Linked DNA regions of Pan troglodytes: region 1 is linked to region 2. The links are chromatin contacts, called in public HiChIP or PLAC-seq maps. All regions are on one chromosome and are shown on one strand. The core of a region is the stretch at or near the end of the contact, and the rest is flanking DNA. Distances in the headings are between cores, read along the strand shown. Region 1 holds the start of SH3YL1 (SH3 and SYLF domain containing 1). Region 2 holds the start of TMEM18 (transmembrane protein 18).

What was found. HiChIP or PLAC-seq counts read pairs in DNA pulled down with a chosen protein or histone mark.
Region 1: an H3K4me3 HiChIP or PLAC-seq map of stem cell-derived excitatory neurons shows a contact between it and region 2, with 3 times the contacts expected there. The contact joins the promoter of SH3YL1 here to the promoter of TMEM18 in region 2. A contact is called at or near these places in 1 of 7 Hi-C or Micro-C datasets (stem cell-derived neural progenitor cells) and 1 of 1 datasets of contacts at active chromatin or transcription factors (stem cell-derived excitatory neurons).

Annotation. Positions count from the first base shown.
Region 1 is chr12:122,585,838-122,593,231 of NHGRI_mPanTro3-v2.0_pri, forward strand. SH3YL1 (SH3 and SYLF domain containing 1) reads left to right here and starts at 2,382. Exons shown (of 9, transcript NM_001251864.2): 1 at 2,382-2,415. The coding sequence starts at 2,415. It overlaps ACP1 (acid phosphatase 1), which reads right to left and starts at 2,908. Exons shown (of 7, transcript XM_016945952.3): 1 at 1,901-2,908; 2 at 1,394-1,678. The coding sequence starts at 1,436.
Region 2 is chr12:122,177,762-122,184,764 of NHGRI_mPanTro3-v2.0_pri, forward strand. It overlaps TMEM18 (transmembrane protein 18), which reads left to right and starts at 5,085. Exons shown (of 5, transcript XM_009441890.5): 1 at 5,085-5,254; 2 at 6,894-7,003. The coding sequence starts at 5,198. It overlaps LOC104004840 (a long non-coding RNA gene), which reads right to left and starts at 5,027. Exons shown (of 3, transcript XR_677884.5): 1 at 4,901-5,027; 2 at 2,394-2,501; 3 at 1-1,280.

The DNA.
Region 1 (7,394 bases), core at 1,132-3,631, 410 kb after region 2:
AACCATCCTTAACCAAACTACTGTTTAATAAACTTATTGATTTCATCATTCAGCCTTCAATGAGTCTTAAAAATCAAATGATGCCCACTACCAATGTGAAACAAGATAAGCCTTCTAATTCGTCTTTCACAGAAGTTAACTTCTACAAAACCTAGTCAGCGTTTATCATATATTGTCCTAAAGCTGGAAACAAAATGAAAAATAAGCCACAGTTATTGCCATCGACAAAATTAAACTCAGCTGGGATTTCAACAGACTATCAAATAATTATAGTAAAATTTGTGTAATAAAAGATGTCGATAAGGAATCACACCTTTTCTATATTACATCTTTTACTATATTACACAAATTATAGTAAAATTTGTGTAATAAAAGATGTCGATAAGGAAGCAACTCATGATCTGGGAAAGCAAAGGAGGAAATATTTAGGTTTGACTTTATAAAATAAAAAGGCTTTCCAGGCAAAATGCATAATGGGCACCCAGCGATGAAGGCTCAGTAAGCATGTGAAGTGCTACCGAACAACGAAAGGTTCTGGAAGGCAGTGTCCTGAGGGTGTGAGCAGGAAAAGGTACAGGAGATAAAGTGAGGAGTCTGTAAAAATAAACAGAAACTTTGCAGGAAATGCAAACTCACAGAAGGTTTTAAGTAACCGGACTACTGACAATTTAGGCCTTCCTCTCAGGGTGGAGGCACCGAGGAATATAACCTTGTAGTGCTACACCAAAGGAAGATCCCTGAAGACCAAACGGAAAATAAATTATGTTTGAAGTAAGGCAAGCTAAGTGTTGAAATTCTAGGAGTGAAAATAATTTAAGCTGGAAAGTTCCTGAAAAGCCATTAATAAAATACACTTTCATTTTTCATGGGCCAAAGTTATATAGGGACCTGCAGGTCTCCTTTGCTTGGCTTTTACAATCAAGAAACCCGAAACCGTAAAACTTCATCTCCCTTTAACTCAAATCCATATCTAAGCATGGGCTAAGAAAACTAGCAAACAAAACAATGTTGTCATAGGACTCAGGAGGCCCCTAAGAGACCACATCAGTCCGACAACCTCCAGGCCTACCTGGGCCCATTGGAGGGGAACGAGAGAGATTCTAGTAGTCGCAAAGAAAGTACCTTGGCTTGTAGGGGCTGTGGCTGCAGATGCCAAGAGCCTCGGATACATGGCAGGCGCGAGGGGACCCAGGTTTAGCGGGCAGGCTGGGCGGGTGCACGGGGCGGATGGGGAACAGGGGCGCTGCGGAACACTCCTAGAACACCCTAGGCCTCCCAGTCCCTGGCCTCCTCCCCCTCATGGTTCCTAGCCCGGCGGCACAACCTACAGCGCACAAGCCCGATCCAACTCTCCAGAGGACGTCAGAACATGAGTAAGTCGGCGCCCTCTTACCCAGACACACAAACAGCACGGACTTGGTAGCCTGTTCCGCCATCTTCCCGCGCGCAGAGGCGCCCAGACACCGCGGCGTTCCGCACGCCAACGCGGCGCAGGCGCACTGCCAGCCTCTTGCCCCGCGCGCCTGCGCAGTCCCGCACCAACGCCAACAGGGCAGCGCGTGTGAGAGCCACGCCTGCGCAATCGGCTCCGGTGCGCCTGCGGAGGCGGTCCTGTGACGGTCGTAGGGCGGGCGGGGAGGGTCCGCGGGTCACCTGCAGGGACTGGGCCGTCGGTCACCTGCAGGGGCGGGGCTGCAGGTTGTCCGGAGGAGGAGGAGCTGCGGGGGTGGGGTCACCTGGAGGGAGTAGGGCCGCGGAAGGCGAGGGGGTGTGTGTGTGTGGTGGCGGGGCTTGGGGGGGGAGTCACCTGGAGGGGGCGGGGCTGCGGGTCGCTTGGAGGGGAAGGAGCCGCGGGAGGTAAAGGTTACCTATAGGGGACGGGGCCGCAGGAGAGGGGTACCTGGAGGAGGAAGGGCCGCGGGTCACTTGCAGGGCGGGCTCAGGCCTCGCGGCTCCGCGGGCGGCCCACCTGGGTTGGGGCACAGCGCGAGTCTCGCGTACGTGGCGGGCTGTGGTGCGTGTCGTTCGAGTTCGCATAGAGGGGCTGGGCGGGTCAGGCAGGGGAACCTGTCTTGAGCCCCGCGGGGTCCACGCCGGACCAGGGCGGCCTTGGGCCTGGGCGCCCCCTAGACCCCCACCCCCAACACCGTGCTTGGAGCCGCCGCGAGGCCCTGGGCTTTTCGATCTTGAGGATGGGGCGGTTCCGAAGTCCCTGGGGGCGAAGGCCCGAGCGCGGCCCGGCGGGCGCGTGGTTTTTGTCCCGCGAAACGTACACGGCGGGTGTTCTGCGCCGCCTCCTTCGTCACCTGCCGCAGGTACGCCCTCGCTGGGGCCTCCTTGTCCGCGGGGCGGGGCAGCGCGCCTTCCTCTTCCTGGGCAGCCTCGGGACGGGGCGCCGCGGCCGGGCGGGCAGCAGTGAGTACCCGGGGGCCCACCTGTCCGGCAGCACCCTCCCCTCTCAAGAGCTGGGCGGTGGTGGGAGGAGGAGGACGGGAAAACCGGCGATGCCTCTGGGGTTTCTAGGTCGCGCGTCTGTTAACCGCAAACCGCCCAAAGTTAAGATAGAGCAGCTTCCAGGACTTTCTTGACCACAGCGATTTTGATTGAAGTTTAGCCACCGTCTTTTCCATTTTTAGAAAAGCTATTCCGAAGTTTGGAATGTTGACGATGGTCGTGTTATTTTTAACTTCCTGATATTTGAACGGCCAGGTGTCAGCGACCATCCTTCCGTTCCACAGAAGCGTCTCTGAAGTTTGGGTCGGATGCGCGCGCTTGGAATGCGCGTGGAACCCGCGGCAGGCGCGGGGAGGAGGCCTTGGCTAGGGCGCCGGCGAGGTTCGAGTTTGCCAGCCCCCCAACCTGGAAGAGAAGGGCCAGCCCCTCACACCCGGAAGGGAAGGGCCGGTCCCCCCAACACCTGGCGCCGGGGTCGCGGGGCCACAGGGCGAGCGCGGGGTCGCGGCGAGCACGGGTCCTCTCTGATCGCTGGGCCTTGGCGCTGGCTGCTGAGTTTTTCCTTCTTTAAGGAAGTGTGGAACTGGTCTCAATCGGTTGACCACCTTAAGGAAATAGGATTTACACTGTGGACAGAGATGTGTCCTTTACACTTCATTTGAACCAATATGCCCGTGCTCCCGTGGAGGCTGAGTTGGAAAGTGACACGAAGCTGCCCCCCCGCAAGAGAGCAGGTGCTCGGTTTCTCTTCTGCTTACAGGAGATGCATGTCCTGATTTCTTGTTCTCCTAGGTGTTTTTATTGAGATGTAGGGAATATCTGAATTCATAACGACTTAGAAAATCTGTACACACAGTTGAGAGAACAGGTCTCGAGGCTAAGGTGCTGTTTACTCCCATGGGCTGGCCTGTTATTAAAATACTTGTGCAGCGACTGATGTTTACAAATTACTATGTTGGAGGTTAAAATGATCAAAGTGATAACCTCCATCCTGTCTATCATGTTTGAGGAGAATTGGTTATTTGGTTCACTAATGTTCTGTTTAAATAAAATTTCTGTAAAACTAGTAAATGTTACCCCTCATCTTTTGTAAGTTAAAAAAAAGTTTAAAATAATGTTTGCTCATCAAAAGTGATTTGATACTTTTGTTCTGTTTAGGAAAACTTTATTCTCAAGAGATTTCTCATTCCGCAGAAATAAGGATCTGGCATGTCAACACAAACATAGGAAGTTGATGCAGTCAAAGGGAAGTAACTGCTACCCTGACTCTGCTGAGAGCCTCACAAGTCCCTGTGCACGCCAGCTTATTTGCCAGTGAGTGGCGTCATGATAAGACAAAATTCTCTGCTCTGAGACCTAAGCACATGAAGTTTTTAAAAAAATTTTCTCTGGGAAGATCCCATTTTTTACTCTAAAAGATCAGACCAGTGTGGCATGTGTGGAACTGCTCTGTACCAAGATCACACTCTTCAGTTGGAGAAGAGGAAGGGCAGGAATAAATAAAGGGCTTTCCTGTCTCCCGAGGGAGCAGAGAAAGCTTTCTCTGTCCTCTTCCTTCCCCAGCCACAGCCTGGGGTTGGGGGACTGGAAACAAGCTCAGGCTAGCACTTGATGTTCAGACGGTAGTCTGAAAGTTTGACTAGGGAGTTAATGATCTGACCAGAGAGACAGGTTTTTATTTTGAGAACTGACAAGCTTTGTGTCCTTAAAACAAAGGAAGTAATTAAACCAAGGCCACAGAAAGGTAAGAATTGACTTAAGAAACAAAGGCCATAGTTGTCAAGCAGTGGGGTTCAAAATGCAGTTTTGTTAATAAAAGTAGCTTAAAGCAACATTTGAAAGCCTCTCTAAAGGTTAGATACATACACTTTCTTTAGGCTAAGATTTCTTTAGTTTATTCTAAATATACCTTTAGCAGCATTCTAGTTCCTTTGATCTTAGATGGAATTTTATCAGTTTAATGAGTTAACCTCCATTTCACATAAAGTATAAGGTTTAATAATTTGATTAATATGTAATCAGTAAGAACTTGGAAAACCAAATTTAGTAAGCTTGCTTTCCTGTAAGTATTCCTTTCATAATTAGAGTCCATTGAAGAAAATAATATAAGGGAAGCAAAAGTTTGGGAATCTGAACTCTGGTAAGGAAAGTGGTGGAGAGGGGCCCTTGGGTCTTCTTGCTTTCATTCCTGACCCTCCGTGTACAACTAGATTGGAAACCGTAGTCAGCTCTCTCACCTCAGGTGGCAATTTACTCCGAGTAGGATTCTCATGTCCCTGTTTGTCCCCAGTGACTCTAGCATTGAGTTTATAGAACTGCGATCAATACCTAAAATTATTTCCAGATCTTAAGCTGATTTATGCTTTTGAGGTTTCCAAAGTAAAAATTGTCTTTCCGGTATTTTATAAGACCTTCTAATTTAAAAAAAAAATGTGTTACTATGAAAATTTCAAACATTTTAACTTTTGTTTTAAAGAAAACTTTATTTGAAAGTTTCTTAGCTTGAGGTTTGGCAGCCACTCTTTTTTTAGAAAAAACTTAAATATTTATAGAGATTTTGCCTGATTCAAGGGACTTAAGACGTTTATGAGAGTGCAGATGCTAACCATGATGTGAGGTTTAAGAGGCTTCATTAGTAATGACCTGTGTCTTCATCAGTATGATAGAATGGGACATCAGCACTCTGATCAGGTCATGCTCTATATGCCTTATGGTACAGCAGAGGAAAAATGGGTGAGCCATCATTTGATGCTGAGGATGGGATTTGAGGCTTATGTCTAAATTTTTATTTGCATATTCTTTTTGTTCTGAGAGAAAAATTCACTGCATGTAACTATGACCACGCATGATTTTATCAGAAGTTGATTAGAATCTGTAACATTTTCTGTAGTTCAGCTGACACACTGAAGATGTCCTCACTGTGACCAGCCTTGTCAACAGCTGGATCACAGTGACATAGGCTGTGTCTAGGATGAGTCTTGCGGTCTGCAGCCGTGTGAGGCTGCATCTGATTCCCAAGTCCAATGGCTCTCTTCCCGTGTTTACAGATCAGGCCATGACCTTTCCCTACAGCAGGATGTTTGCAAGATTAACTCTCAACTGAGGAATTTGCTTATTTGCTCTAATACTGCTTGGTTGAGAGAGTTCAAAGTAGAAAGTCTTCTGAGGGGATAAGATTCATGTATTATTTACAGTGCTTCAGTTGCATGTATCAGAAAATCTAGTCTAAATTGCTTTAACAGAAAAAGATGTTGCTGGTCCATTTGACGAAGAAGTCCAGAGCGGCTTGTGACTTCAGTCTGGCTTTGCAGAGCCCAGGTGCTCTCTCCACCTCCTGCCAGGTTCCCCTATGAAGGCTTTGCTCTCAGACTCTCCCCTTGTGGAGACAAAAATCCCACAGCAAGTGGAAACCGAAGTGCCTTGGAAAAAGTTATTCTGGCAGCTCCTATACAAGTCCCCCATCAGATGCTGGTATTGGACCAGCTTTGGTTATAAAGCCCTGCTGTGGCACAAAAAGGAATGTCGTCCTGATACAGCAGCCTCGGGTCACCCAATCCACTCCAGATACTATGGCTGCAGCATCAATGTAAGCAGACAAGTTGTGCTGCCTCTGAAATAAAGTAGATGAAATATTCAGCAGCAGAAAGAACAAGTTTCCACTCCAGTGAACTAATTCAAATGTATCCAGCATCTAGATATATGTATAAATGTAATTAAAACATATTGAGCATCTAGAGCATCTCTCCCAAGATAATTACCACCTGATAGTAATGGCTATAAAAGCTAAAAGTGGAATCAGTCTACATGTTTAGCAATAGGAATCAATTGAAGCATACATCAAAATGCAGACAGTAGTATTGGTGAGTATTAATGTTATAGATGCTTTTTATCCTTCATATTTTCATATCTGTACTTTTTCCTGTATTTTACAATGTATTTGTACGTTGTACAAATAATTGCTGATCATGTAAAAATATAGAAATATAGAAATTTTGTTGCCATACTTGGGTCTTTTCCACTATGAAATTGAAAAAAAATTCTATAATTCCTGGTTCTTTTATAATTTGATATTTGACACTCTAAATCTTCAATGAATTTGGAGTTTATCTTTCTGTAACACAAAGCTGTGAAGGAATTTTTGTTTTTCTCCCCAAATGAACATTATCTAGTATGCAATACATCATTTCAACATAGAATTGAGGTGTCATTTTTATTATATACTAAATTTGTAAATATATTTGGGTTAATTTCTGAATTTTCTTCTTTGTGAATTGATTTTTCTCCTATATTTGCATCTGCTATTATGTATTAATTATTGAGGCTTTGTAATGTGTCACAGGTTCTGTCAAGGCTGGGCTGTCATTGTTCTCCTATTACGTATTTTTTCCTAGCTCTTCTTGCTTGTTTATTTTCCCATTTGAACTTCAAAATTACTGTGTTTTGTTAAAAGACCCTTGTAAGATAGAAGACAGATTTGATTTCATTAAGAAAAAACAGGAAAAAAAGCAAATTCAAAAGACAAGTAACAGAGAGTCAATGTTTTTAACTCATATTCCAAAAAAATATTAATTTTTAATGTATAAATTAATAAGAAACAGAGAGAAACCCCCTGTAAATAACAAGGTGCATGAGAAACCTTTGGTAGAGAGAGAGAAATGTAGTCAGCATTGCTCATCATAAAAGAACAAATGGAAAATGCACTGAGAGCTACTAGCCAGGGCAGCGAAATGGCTCCTGCTACTCACACTCATGGTAAACAGCTAGGAAACTGGACAGCTGTGTGTAGAGCACTTTTTGCACATGGTGGACATGTCTGAGATCCACAAGATAAGGGGAACAGGAGGTGAACTCCATTAGTGACCGTTTTCTGCCTGGAGCACTTCCTAAACTGCAGGACAAGGAGGGGGCACCCAGAGCCCAGGCTCCTGCTTAAAAGAAGA
Region 2 (7,003 bases), core at 3,835-6,334:
GGACACAGCCAAACCGTATCACTCATTAAGGAGGGTTAGAATAAAAATGCTATGACAAACATCTTGGAATTTCTGTAGGCATTAATTCAGAGGTTGAAGGGCCATATTTGGGCAAAACCCTCAGATACTGCCTCCTCAGTGTGTTACTTTTGGAGAGAAATGATTATTTCCTAATAATCTCCTACTATACAAAAGAATTTTCTAATTAGAGGAAAAGGGAGGGATAGCATTTTTCTTGAGTAGGGAGGGAGAGGGAAGAATGCATCTGAGTGCTGGTGCAAATCACACAAGCTTTGGAATTGGCCAAGTCAGACACCAAACTATGCTTCCAGTGCTCACAAGCTATGTCCTTTCAGACAAAGGATGCTACTTCTGAGCCTCAGTTTCCTCACGGCAACGTGAGTAGAATAACACCTCTCCTACAGGGCAGCATAGAAGCATTTAGGGAATGTGTCCATCTCTGGATTTCTGCTTCCCATGGTGGCCAAGTGAGCCCGTCTAATGTCACTCTCCTGCAGGGAATATCTAGACAATGAGCAAATATAAAAAGTGAGTGGAGATGAAAAGCATGGATTATGGGAGGGGAGTGTGATGTATGGAAGAAACAAAGGGAAAGAGGGTTTTTATGGTTTTTAGCTTAGGGTGAGTCTGACGCCATGCAATGCGGAGTTGCCAAAACACCAACAGGAAACCCTTGGTCTTTCCCTCCTGAAGAAATTGGGAATATGCCTGCTAAAAATTGAGAAGGAAGGAGAGAATCAGAGATGGAGAACCCCAAATTCTGTGTATAACTTCCATCCAGAACTCCAGTTGACATCTGAACGCTGAATGTGTGAGGCAAACTCCACGAAATACAAGAAGGATAAAAGAACCAAATTAAGAATTCAGCTGCTGTTCAACAGGCATAGTTTGCAGTCTGTCAAACCAACTTAATGGTCTCATCCCACACACGCGTGCGCACACACACACACACACAGCTGGAAAAAATAACAGCCCAGACTCTCCACGACATGACATTTGCAATGCCCAACAAGTCATGCTAAATTATCCACAATTGCAGAACCGGGGAAGTGTGGCCACCACTCTAGCGAACAGACACACTCAGAATCAGAACAATCCCCTTGCTGTGCTCAGAGGTGGAGCTTCCTGCTGTATCCCTGCTCAGTGACAGGAATCAGGGCCTGCACCCACCACCAGGATGAATCCCGCCTTGCCGTGATTTTACAGCTGCAGCGAAGGACAGTTCTGCAATCATGGGAAGTCTAATGTTCAGTCCTCATCTAATAAAGAGAAGAAAAAGAATGAGAGAGAAAAAATGAAGAAATAATGCTAAAAATTAACAATATAAATTCACAGAATCAAGAAATTTATCAAACACAAGCAACATGAATACAAAGAAAACTAATTCTAGGCACATCGTGGTCAAACTGCTGAAACCAAGATAAACAGAATATTCTGAAAACAGAAAAATGACATGTTATCTATGGGAAAATGAGGATTAGAAACATCACTGCTTTTCTACAAGAAACTATGGCAGACAGAAGGCCGTGGAATATCTCTCATGTGGTCAAAGAAAAGAAAGAAAAGCAGTATTCAACAATTCACAGAAAAAATATCCTTTAAAATGAAGACAAAACAAGAGCATTTTTCAGATGAAGCCGATTCATCCCCGACGGATCTGAACTGCATGGGATGCCTATGGCAATTCTTTAGTCTGAGAGGAAATGATACCACCTGAAAATGCTCAGAAAGGAATGAGAGCTTCGGAAATGGTAAATTAAGCATTGCTGTCAAATGCTTTATTGTAAACTGCATTGTACAAACTGACAGAGGAATCAGATTTCACATCAGGGTCAAACTGGTGCAGCCCAGAGGCACAAAGGGAGGAACCAGGAACCTGCACAGAAGCCGCCCGGGGTCCTAGACCCAGCCCATGAGGTTGGTGTCCTGCAGGCTGTTGCTGAGCTTGGCAAGTTCAATGGGGATAAATGGAGAACACAGTGGTGGAGATAAGGGCACTTCTGTGGCCTGATTTGCATCCAAGATATCGAAACTGAGGGCGCCCAGAGTCCAGCTCTCAGGGATCTCAGGGATCTCAGTTATTGGTCGTGATGTCTTCAGGAATGAAACCTCTGGGCTCACACCATTCTTTGGGTGTGCTACAGTGTTTAAACCTTTCCTGAGATGCACCCTGCCATCCCCTAGGGTCCGACCCTCCTGGGCTTTCTGGCATTGTCTGAGCTGTCACCAGGCCAGGGGCCTGCACCTGGCACCCCGGCTGGCATGGGGCTATGGAGGCCAGGTCCAGGGGGTCCTGCCCACGTCAGCCTGGCTGTGGCTTTTCCTAGACAGACGCCCCTCCCAAGGCTGCCTCTGGGTCACAAGGCACAGACCTGGTCTTGGTTCCTCTCCTTTCCTCCATTACTCCTCATTGCTCCCACAGCAACGGGTAACTCTCCCCTGTGGTCTCTCCATCTAAACAATCAGCTGCCTGCTGGGACCTGAGCAATGCAAAGAACAAGAAAGCTATCAAGTACTGGCTTTAATTTGTAGAATACATTACAGCTCACAAACTTATTTTACCCATTAATAAAGCTCTTGAAAACCAATTGTATGTGGATTAAATAGCTATTTTAGAAATAAAATTGGGCCAGGCGTGGTGGCTCACGCCTGTAATCCCAGCACTTTGGGAGGCCAAGGCAGGCGGATCACCTGATGTCAGGAGTTCGAGACCAGCCTGGCCAACATGGTGAAACCCCGTGTCTACTAAAAACACAAAATTAGCCTGGCATGGTGGCACACGCCGGTGATCCCAGCTACTCGGAAGGCTGAGGCAGGGAGAATCGCTTCAACCCAGGAGGCAGAGGTTGCAGTGAGCCGAGACCCTGCCACTGCACTCCAGTCTAGGCAACAAGAGCAAAACGCAAAAAAAAAAAAAAAAAAAAAGGGGAAGGGAAGAGAAGGGATGGGTGGCGAGGGAAGGGGAAGGGAGGGGAGGGGCTTCATCCAGTCCTTTCTGGAAGCACAAAATTCCAGGTAAATGGAATAGAGTCCATGTCAGCATTCACATACCAACAGAGAGAGCAGGCCATGTTCTAGCGGCCACATTAAAATAGCAAAGAGAAAGAGATTAATTTTATTGATATATTTTATTTGGTCCAGTATGTCCAAAATATAATTTCAACATATAAGCAAAATAATACAATTGTTGATAATATATTTTACATTTTGGTACAAAGTCTTTGAAAGATGGTGTATGTTTGAAATTAAAGCACATCTCAGACTGGCGACATTTCACAAGCTTCACGTCTCAATGTCCGGCAGCCTAGCGTTGTTCAGAACGGCAGGGCGGGAGAAATGTGGAAGATGAATGTCCTGGGACTGAGAGTGAAGCTGCTGAGGGGCAGAGTTTTAACAATTTTGGAAACGTGGGTGCCAGGGCGCACAATATGTGAAAGATCTGGGAGGGGCGGCTGAAGGGAAGATGAAGAGAAAAAATCCCAGTGACCATAGACAGTCTGTGGTTAATATTAATAGCAAAAAGAGTTTGACCCCAAATTACAGAAATTACAAGAAAACAGACACCACAAAAGAAAGGCAGGCACCGGACAGGACTGACGATGAAACTAACCCATGGAAATTAATAAGAGTGATGTTTCACATAGTAACGAAATATCATCAGGGAGATACACAGTAACAGGCTGAACTGAAGAGGACAGATCTACTCCCTGTAACTGAAAGGTCCTGTTGAAAATAGCTGAACAAGCACAGGGGAGTGAGAATGGACACAGATGAAAACCATCACACCAGCTGGGTGCGGTGGCTCATGCCTGTAATCCCAGCACTTTGGGAGGCCCAGGCGGGTAAATCACTTCAGGTCAGGAGTTCAAAACTAGCCTGGCCAACATGGTGAAACCCCGTCTCTACTAAAAATACAAAAAAAATTAGCCAGGTGAGGTGGCGAATGCCTGTAATCCCAGCTACTCGGGAGGCTGAGGCAGGAGAATAGCTTGAACCCAGGAGGCGGAGGTTGCAGTGAGCCGAGGTCGCACCATTGCGCTCCAGCCTGGGCAACAGAGCGAGACACCGTCTTAAAAAAAAAAAAAAAAAAAAAAAAAGCAGGAAAGCCAAGCCCGAGATTTCCCAAACTCAGCAACAACAGTCGTGATGTTTTGAGAGGAAGGTTGAGAAACACAAAAGAGAGGAAGATGCACTATCTACCTAACGGGATGTTCCTGGAGTTGAATACAGGAAGAATAGAGGAAAATATCAATGAAAGAAATGTTTTCCCATAAGAAGAAACCATGACCTTCTACACTGAAATGAGAGAATGCATGTTAAGTAGCATAAGCAGAAATGACCACACTGTGGAAAGATTTTAAGAAAGATCTGGGAGGGGTTAAAGCTATTTAAAAAAAAAAAAGTCCACCACTAGAACTATTTTTAGAAACATTAAACTAGTTCAAGAGCTAACATATGCAATGAAAGTATATACACTTAATAATTCATGATGTTAAAATAATAGAATGTTTAATTTGAAAATCTCAAAGTTGGGGTATAGATGTTAAAATAAAGGGAAAAAAATTTGCTGGAAGAAAATTAACTTTATATTTTTGTATCTGTCGTTGAACAACGAAGTGAAGCGTAAGAACATCTGGTAAATCTCCAAAGTGAAGACAGATAACCCTAAGCTGACCCAGACCAAGAGTGCACTGCCCTTAGGGTCGCGAGAGCAGACACCTTCCCAAGTCCTGCAGGGTCCGAGGAGTGGGCAATGTCCCCGGCTCCTGCAGGGTCTCGGGGCGGACACCGTCCTCATTGATGCTCTGACCCTTCTAGGGAGTCCCAGGTGGGACAGGGCTGGCGTGGCGGTACAGCGCCCTGAGCCTTTGAAACAAACCTCCTAAATTCCACCCGCTTCCTTCTGCTCCTCTGTTAACGAACTAAAGACGCCCTCGGCCTCCCGGCGGAGCGAGCACAAGTCCCACAGCAGCGTAGTAACTTTTCCGTATTACAGCGACCATCAGGAAATATCGCGATATCTGGACCTAGCAATGCCATGAAATTACCGCGAGAGGAAGCAAGCGCAAGTTTCGTGAGAAGGGCAGATCTCACGAGAGAGGATTTGGCGCCCTCCTCTGTGGATTCTGGCCAGGCCGGGTTCGGCGGTTGCTGTGAGGGCGGGCTTCCCAACACCATGCCGTCCGCCTTCTCTGTCAGCTCTTTCCCCGTCAGCATCCCAGCCGTGCTCACGGTAACTCGCGGCCCGCCTAACCACCAGTTCGGGGGAGGACGGCGGAGAGGCGTAGGGTAGGCCCCACAGAGCACCTGGCCTGTGGCCAAGAAGGCCCCGGCCGTGGGCGGGGCCTTGTGGCGGAGCGCGCGCGCGCTGGGCAGGGTCCTGGGACCTGTGGGAGTGGCTCGGGGCCGGCGTCGGGGGCGCGCGCTGTGGGCGGGGTCCTGGGCCCTGTGGGAGGGGGCCGGGGCCGGGCGTCGGGGCGCGAGCGCTAGGCGGGGTCCTGGGCCGTTGGGCGGGGAGGAGCGGGGCCGGGCGGGGCCTTGTGGAGGAGCGTGCGCAGTGAGCTGGCTCCGGGGCTCTGTGGCCCGGGCTTGGGCTGGGCTGGCGTCCTGCACCGTGCGGGCGTGGCTGAGTTGTGTGGGCGGAGCGCGAGGGGTAGGGCTTTGTTCGTGTGGGAGGTGCACGCCGGCCAGTCCAGCGTCTTGCGGGCGCGGCTTGGGCCATGTGGGCGGATCCTGGCAGTGTGGCGGGGCGTGCGTGGTGGAGCCTGATCGTGTGGGGTGGCACGGAGGAACCCTGCCCAGTGTGGGCGGGGCGTGCGCCGTGCCGGGTTCGTCTGACAGATCCCAGGGGAGCCCACGCCCCACGTGGCCGCCAAGGGGTGACATGGGCACTCGATGGGGTCTGGGCAGAAAGCCGTGCTCCCCTCACCTCCGTGCCTCTGGTCTTCTGGTGGGTGCATTGATGGGAGTAGATGCGCTTGTGTCCTTATGTCATGGCGCGGCTCTGGAGAAGCCGCTGCGGTCCCCAGCAGAGAGCAGTGACACTTACAGGAGTTCTGGAGGGCTGTGCGGGGCTGCAGCTTGGAGGGCAGGGCGGGGCTGCAGCTTGGAGGGCAGGGCTTGTCTTATGCAGGAGGGCGCTCAAGGAGGGGATGGGGAGGGTTGAGGACTGCTGGGATTGGCATCTGAGCATCAGGTGGGGACTGGGCAGCAGTGGATCTGAGCCTGGCTACTTCAGGTCCCTGAGCCAGACACTGTCCCCAGGTACAGCAGGGTCCCGGGGAGTCCGGGAGGCGGCGGAGTGCGGCACTGTCTGGAGAGTTCAGTGTATTGCAGAGAGGTTGGAGAAAATCAAGTCTTGCACGTGGCGATGGCTCAAGATTCCCTGAGGTCTTCAGTGCTGACTAAGGAGTCTGAAATGATGATTCATGTTTTACCTTTGGGGCTGAGCCAAGTGCATCTCTTTGAGCAATCGACTTAATTTCCTTGTCGTCACCAATTATCATAACCAATTATCATCGTAAAGGATGGTAATTCCTTTAATTATACCCAGCTTAAAAACATGATTCTGTTCCACAAACGAAAGGAGCACATCAGAGATGCCTTCAGTTCTGTGTGCTTGAACTTTGAATTCCATGAATTATAGTTGCACTGAGGGGAGAATCCTGTTTCCATCCTCCTGGTTCCTTCTCCCTTTCCTGTCCCCATGTTTCTCTGAGGCTTGGCAATGCTCTCTGGATACTTGGTGAGTAGCCCAGGAGGACTCAGGAGTGAGAGGCCCCTGCCTCCTGCCCTGGGAGAAGGCTGTGGGTGGGCCGTGAACCCGGCCTTGTGTGGCAGGACAGTGAGTGTCTGCTGGTGTGTTCCTACAGCAGACGGACTGGACTGAGCCCTGGCTCATGGGGCTGGCCACCTTCCACGCGCTCTGCGTGCTCCTCACCTGCTTGTCCTCCCGAAGCTACAGACTACAGATCGGGCACTT